Linked DNA regions of Thunnus thynnus: region 2 is linked to region 1. The links are chromatin contacts, called in public Hi-C maps. All regions are on one chromosome and are shown on one strand. The core of a region is the stretch at or near the end of the contact, and the rest is flanking DNA. Distances in the headings are between cores, read along the strand shown.

The links. A called contact is a pair of places that touch in the nucleus more often than the background predicts.
Region 2: a Hi-C map of heart shows a contact between it and region 1, with 7 times the contacts expected there. The contact joins the promoter of dhx58 here to the promoter of dnajc7 in region 1. A contact is called at or near these places in 2 of 3 Hi-C or Micro-C datasets (heart and muscle).

Annotation. Positions count from the first base shown.
Region 1 is chr17:8,443,345-8,446,817 of fThuThy2.1, forward strand. It overlaps dnajc7 (DnaJ (Hsp40) homolog, subfamily C, member 7), which reads right to left and starts at 1,633. Exons shown (of 14, transcript XM_067615722.1): 1 at 1,515-1,633; 2 at 681-769; 3 at 411-535. The coding sequence starts at 1,588. nkiras2 (NFKB inhibitor interacting Ras-like 2) reads left to right here and starts at 1,568. Exons shown (of 4, transcript XM_067615723.1): 1 at 1,568-1,670; 2 at 2,112-2,234. The coding sequence starts at 2,141.
Region 2 is chr17:8,611,579-8,615,567 of fThuThy2.1, forward strand. dhx58 (DEXH (Asp-Glu-X-His) box polypeptide 58) reads right to left here and starts at 2,474. Exons shown (of 13, transcript XM_067615903.1): 1 at 2,378-2,474; 2 at 1,618-1,718; 3 at 1,182-1,372; 4 at 805-1,009; 5 at 473-663; 6 at 273-386. The coding sequence starts at 1,358. LOC137201055 (ATP-dependent RNA helicase DHX58-like) reads right to left here. Exons shown (of 13, transcript XM_067615906.1): 13 at 3,848-3,989.

The sequences.
Region 1 (3,473 bases), core at 383-2,882:
TGTCATGCAGAAAAGCTGAATTTTTAGTTTTTAAGTATATTTCAGCAAGTTTAAATCTATAACAGAGCTTTTACTTGGTTGGTATATAACTAATTATATGTGAAATTAAGCTCAACAGTGATCCAATACCAATTTGCAAGTTCATTTTTCTTTGTTATTTAATCATATTACTACCATGTACAGTACAACATGTCCGTGCCCTCTCTATAGAGCTTGTCCACATCATTCTAGTAAATGTAGGAAATCCCTTGATGAAGCATTAGTGAATGAGAAGGGCTGAGTGACAGTGTGTGCAAAACAAAACAAAACAACGCCCAGAACACTACATATCGCAGATAGAAAATACTTCACAATTCGAGAGTATATTTCCCTTTTGATATTATGTAACACCTTGTTTCCCCACAGCTTACCTTCATGAAAGAGTTATCTAGTCGTACTGCTTGCTGGGAATCCTCTAAAGCCTCTCTGTATCGGCACAACATCATTAGTGTGGCCGCCCGGTTCCCATGGTAACTTGCATTCTTTGGACACATATCTGTATTTTAAAAAAAAGAGAGAAGTTTTTGACATCCTGTCAAATTCAGACACAGTCTTTTGTCCCCTGTGCAATACAAGAAATCAACATCATCTCCTAAAATAACAACAAGTGGACTGATCATAATTATATTAAGAATAATTACCTATGGCCTTGGTGTAATAATTGAATGCTTCTGCGTAATCCTTCTTGATATAAAAAGCATTGCCTTGCTCTTTGAAGCCCTCCGCTTCCCTGTGTAAAAGTGAGCAGAAAAATATATATATAAAAAAAAAATAATGCAAATTTAGAAGACAAATCTGAGAGGAGTTGAGGAGACAGCATGATCGTATGTGATGGTCGTCTGATCACAGATTAAAGAGTACTGAACTTTTTGGCGTGTAGACGTTCATCTCTGAACTGTAAGGCTGAGCATCACATTTATATCATCTGTAAACAGAGCATGTCGACGATTGTGAATGGCATTGTGCATCAGATAGCCCACTGGCCAGCGTTAGCTAAACATAGAAAGAGCCAAACCAGCAGGGGATAAATCACGTAGCTAAAGGGGGAGCACAGCCAGGAACATATGACACCACGCTGGGGGCAAATGCCATTACTTTTTTTGGAAACCTTTCACGTTTTAACGTTACATCACGACCACACAATTAGTGAATGGTGTCATCTGTAACAGACTGTGAATATAGAAATATTATAAAAGCAGTACTCTCGGTGAGATCAGTTAACTACAGACTTACAGATTTACACAGTTTACTTGACTGAAACCCAGATATCCAGCACAGGAGCTAGCTACTGGAGGACAGCCGAGCTAAAAGCTACCCGGGGGCCAAATTTAGCTAAACAGCGGTGGGTCGCTAGTTAGCTTTCACAGTGTGACAAGAAAATAGACATGACAAGGACTTTTGACTACACATATCGATAAGTCACTTCGTTACACGTGTATTTCGGCCGCTGACAACACACTGTTAGTTTCTCATACCTTTCTAATTCTTCGTCACTGAGCAGCTCCATGTCAGGGTCCATGTTCACAGCATCACTGTGCTCCGTCGCCATTTTGCCGTGAATGGGGAGGGGGCGGGGCCACAGACTGCAGTCGTGACGTACACTGTAAACAGGAAACAGTCCGTTGGGTAAGGTAAGCAGTTAGCTTGCAAGTAAAAATTATTCTCATAACTAAAACATATCTGGCCGCTGGTTGCCAAATATCAGCGCATATGTTTTTGAACACACGCGTTTTATTCGGGTTAGTCGGTTTCAGCTAACATTAGCGACTTAGTTTGTGATATCGTGGTTCTGTAACATATCTCCGTAAGCTAATGCTAAGCTAAGTGTTATATTTTGTAAAGAATACTCAGACATCAAACGTTTTATCTTGTAGTATGACATCATAGTATGACTAACATATAATTTTTATTTGCTTGCTAGCAAGCCATTTTAGTAAGGATATGTGTACAGCCATATATAACGCAGTAACAGCTGCCAAAACCACAAACGTAGTACAAAGCTATGCGTTTACACTGTAATAAAGCAAGGTTACTAACTAATCTTTCATCTGTGTGTTTTCTTCGATAAGCAGATTTTCTGACCTGAGGGTGACGAATCGTCATGGGCAAAAGCTGTAAAGTGGTGGTGTGTGGCCAGGCTGCAGTTGGTAAAACGGCTGTCTTGGAACAACTACTGTATGCCAACCATGTTGCAGGTAAATGACATAATAATACCGCAGTGTTTCATATATTACAGTCATTAGTCCTTTAGACCTCTTGCTGAGAGATCAATACGTATGAGACATGGCAACAGCTGAGCAACTATGTGCAAAGTATAACAGGTTTGTGTGCGTTGGTTGTTCTGTAGATGGTTGATAGATAGATAGATAGATAGATAGATAGATAGATAGATAGCAGCCACTTGACATAAATCGAAATACAAAAACAATGAGGTATGTAAAAGAAACAAATACAATTAAAGGCTAAATTATATACAATAACTTAATAGACTAACTCAAATATTTAAAAAAATAGAATAATTAAAAATAAAATAGAGACTAGAGATAGAACCATAATTATAATATACTATTTAGTGAGTATATACTGTTCAATGTTATATGCTAAAGTAAACTGTACATAGTGTGAGTCAGGTGGATATTGCAAAGGCAGTAAAGTGCATGATTGTCCATGGATGTTGGAATTGAGTGTACTAATTGAATAATTTACACAATGTACATACATATGATAACAGTATATACAGACCGTACTTTAAAGATGACTAAAATATGAATCTGAAATATAACAGATGTGATGGATAATGTAATATGTAAATGAGCAGTCTGTCATCACTGTCCCCTCTCCCGTCACAGAGGAGAGTCACTGTACAGACTGATGTCAGTTGACAGGAACGACTTCCTGTAACGTTGGTTGTCAATGTTGATTTTACTGTTTGGTTATTCTCTGTGTAATGGATTACATATTTAAAATGTTCAGCTTAATTGTCAGTTATTCTTCCTGACAGACTGGAGCCTTGAAATATCTCAATCATTAATTATTTGTTATCAATCAGTAATTATTTTGGAAAGCAATTTAACCAGCAAAATATGTTATTTTAATTACAGCCTATCTAATTGCAGTACATAATCAACTCGCTCATGAATATCATTAGGCTTCAGACATTCAGCACCATCCCTAAAACTCGATTAAGGTTGTTACATAAAGTAGGAAAAATGGGAGATATGTACTTCTAGTTTCTTGCAACCGCTAGCCAAAATACTGCTTCATCTTTAGTCTGGCACTTGTGAGGGGAGCTAATACTATTACCAGCTGATAGCACAGTACATTACAGTTAACAACGTTGGGTGACATTAATAAAGTATTTTGAATTAATTAATCATTTTGAATCATTTTTTTAAGAAAAAATGCCCAAATTCTCTTGTTCCAGCTTGTTAAAT
Region 2 (3,989 bases), core at 1,224-3,723, 170 kb after region 1:
TATATGAATTATTTTGATGGCTTAAGTTTTTGTTTGTTTAAAAAAAATATCAGACAATCCCATTAAAGATTCAGAGCAGTCTATGTTGCTTTTATTCCATTTATCTCAATGTACCCAGATCAGGCCAGTTTGGGGCGTTGTGTATGTTTTCATTACTGTGTGTCACTGTGTGCAGCTGTTTCTGTTATTACCACTTGAGGACGCCAAATTCGGAAATGTTTAAATCCTGTAGATGTTTTAAAGTTTAAAAAGAAAGAAAGAAAAAATCTTACGTGAGGCCTTGTTTCCACAATGTCAAATGTCTTCATGGGTCTGGGAACCTTCTTCTTCAGCTCAGGAGCGTAGTTTTTGGTTGAAACTATGGCTGAGTCCAGATTGGCACAAATCTGTGAGGGAGAAAGATCAAAGGAGATCTGACAAACCTGCTCATATTAGTAACAAATACAGTGAAAGCAACTATGTAAACCCTCACCTGCAGTACATGCTCCACAGCGTTTTTCAGAATCCTTGCACCCCCCGTCCCCGGCGATGCAGTGAGACCCAGGATCTGTGGCAGTTTTCGTTCACCTTTCAACTTTTTCTCCAGGTAGAATCTCATAATCTTGTTGTAGACACCCTCTTTGTGAGTGTGGTGACACTCATCAATAATCAGCAGAGTAATGTCTGTAAGGAACCATGAATGCATCAAGGATCTCTGTTTGTGGATCTTATTTTCTATTAAGGAAGGCAATTAGAAAACCTATCCCACATCTCATCTGATCAAAAATATCATAATCGAGGCTGTTAAAGCTCCATTTTACTGACCTGAGAGCTCAACATGTTTGGTTTCCTCCATGTTAGTCAGAGCATTAAATAAGATCTGTGCAGTGCAGATGACCACGTCTGACTTTTTCACCACTTTTCCAAAGAAGTCCTTCTGTTCACTGTCTCCACTGACTGGCTGCAGGGTGTACTCATCGCCCAGGTGAGGCTTGAACTCTTTGGTGTAGTGTTGGTCCACTAGGTGAACCTGCAGTATAGAATACATCAATGCATTTATACTATGGTAACAACAGTCTATCCTTCACATATATTTGGCTTTCTTCAAGCAAACTGGTGGGGAATTTCTTTCTTTCTTATTAATATGATGAAGATCATTCTGAATGTGTTTGCCTGTATTTGTCCATTTGTTTGTATTTTACCTTGTTTACCAGGACCACCACCTTAGCCTGTGAGGTAGTCTCCAGATGTTTTTGCGCCACATACACAGCAGCACGAGTCTTTCCTCCTCCTGTCGGCAGCCAGATAATTATATTCTCTCTTCGAAGAGCCCTTTCAACCACTTCTCGTTGGTATGAGTAAAGTCCAAAATCTGCCATCCTGCACTCTTCTCCTATTCGACAACACATGAGAATTACACAGAATTCACGTACTGTGGAAAAGAACTGGACAGTAGATCATCTATCAGTATGTCAAAACTATAATCATTAACACCATAAAGTCCCAATCGATCACAGTAGAGAGTTAGCGTGAGAAAAACAACAAGCATTCTGAGGGAGATAGATGCTGACTAAATTAGCCACTCCCTGTTATTTATCAAACAGCTGTTAGAGAGAAAATCAGCATTTATGAACTCACCAGTCAGCTGTGATAGTGAACTGTGCAGGTTTTGGAGCTGTTTCTTGTCCACTGTCAGCACACAGTGTGGGTGGAGGGGTTTTAAACTGGGTTGTGATCAGCTGTGCGAAGTCGAGAAAGGAAAACGAAAGTAAACCCTTTGCCCTCTGAAAAAGGGGTCCCACTGAGGGAGGCTCTGGAGGACCAACAGCTAGTTGTCGTTATCCAGTGACAAGGGAAGCTTGAACACATGGGTATAGATGAGGTCTTTTGTAATGTGGTCATGGTCAAACCTACAGTATATCCAATTTATAGGTAACCTATGTACTTAATGTATTTATGTACTCTTATGTGTGGCTTACAGCTGAGGTGCTTTTTTGAGTGTTGAAAACGTCCTTAGTTTTTGCGTACACCCTAACTGGGCCCTACTTGTTTCTTCATTCCTTCAGGAAATCAAAACCTAAAACCCTTTGTTAATGTTAATGCTGGAAATGCTTGTGGTTGCTTTTACAGTAATTTACGTCATCTAAAGAGTTTCTGCCCTCCAGCTGTTCAGCAACTTCTTGATTTTGTTTGCAAGTCATTGTTTTGTGAAGATGTTCCACACTCAAACATACTGTTTGTGACTAAATATTCATTTATTCACTTTATAAGCGCGAAAAGTACAGGAAAAAAGTGTGACCTAATACAGTGGTAAATTAGTTTCAACTGCAGATTATTTATTATAATAACAATTAAAGGATAGTTGAAAGTGGAGACCATCACAAATTCTAGGACCTACCTCATGAACAGTTGATGAGGATAAAACTGATCCGGGTACTGGCGCCAGGCAACAGATCCTATAATCTAAATTAACAAACACTTTTATAGGCCTCACTCAAAATAATACTGTACTCTCGTGGCCACCACACTACACACCCACCAACCTTGCCTGTCTTAAAAGGGGGATAGAGGTAATGTAGAGACCTGCCTACCAATGGGTGGTGCTTTCTATGTGAGGGTCTATGTTGGTCAACCCATCACATTAGGTTACAATGCACTGTGGATGTACTCACCTCCACAATATTCCCTCCACATATTTGATGAAATACCCTTATCCCTACATAAAAAGATGGACAAAAGTATAATCACATGACACTGAAAAAGTATAAGAAATCAATATGCTGAATTTCATACAAACAATACAGTACATAATACATATAATATATATTCAGGGGATGCCTAACTATGCACAAGGTGACATGAAGGACCTGTAGAAAAAGTCTATTAAGTATATTAACCATAATTAACCACATAACAAGATTCATACAAATTCCATACTGATAGCACTCAACATTCATAACAGGTTTTTAAAACCTGTTATGATCATCTGTGTAATACAGAGAAACAAAAGTAAAAACTGAGTGCAGAGTGGCCCTTCTGAGGGAGGATCTGATGGAACAACAGATACTGTTCATTATGCAGCGACAGGACCTAAACTGCAGATACATTAAATAGTTATTTAACAAACCTTTTATGATCCAGCCATGTGTAATCAAATCATATATGTATTTGTCTCATTCTGTACACTGTATGTGTCTGATTATAAAGGTGTTTCATTGAAAGCATTCAAAAGGGAGAAGCCACTACAAACATTGTCATGTTTTGTATACAGTACACCCTGATTGGGCCCTAGCTGATGCTCTTCCTTGTCAAGAAAGCAAAACCTACAACCAACTGCCAAAACCTCAAAAACAAACAGGACAGGACAAGTAGTTTTTCATTTTAGTTACTAAAGTCAGTTGTGGCAGCACACTGACTGGAATTTGTTGTTAAAAGAGCATCAAGCTTTCTTCAACAGAATTTAATCTATATTTTGAATACTTCACTAAAATTAGTGTAAATACATTTGCAAGCTTAATCAGTGGTGAATAGCTTAGATAAACACATTTGCACACAACAAATTAAAAAAAAAAACCTAAAATCAGCTTACAGCTTGAACATGGGTCTGAACATTTGACCTGCTCAAGTTTTCTGCTGGTGGTATCAAATTTTAAGTTAAGTCACAAGTGAAATGTGTGTTTTAAGTTTTTCTTTTTTATTTCATCAAGTCTGAAATCCCCCAGTTCTGATCTAGTTCTGTTTTGAGTCCACGTCAGTGACTCAAGTCCATGCCTGTCTGGTTGTGAACTTTTCCGTTGGTAATCAACGATTCATAACCTCTGTCAGTTACAGCTTAGGAACCACCCGCACATTGAAGAATTGTTTATTAAAAAAAAAACCTTTATTGTCATGAACAGTATTACAGTTACAGTAATTGGCATTTATATCATAACTAGAGACATTAGCCATCCTCAAACTGGTGGAAAGACTGACCTTGACTGAAATCATATTTTCAAAATCAATTATGTGTT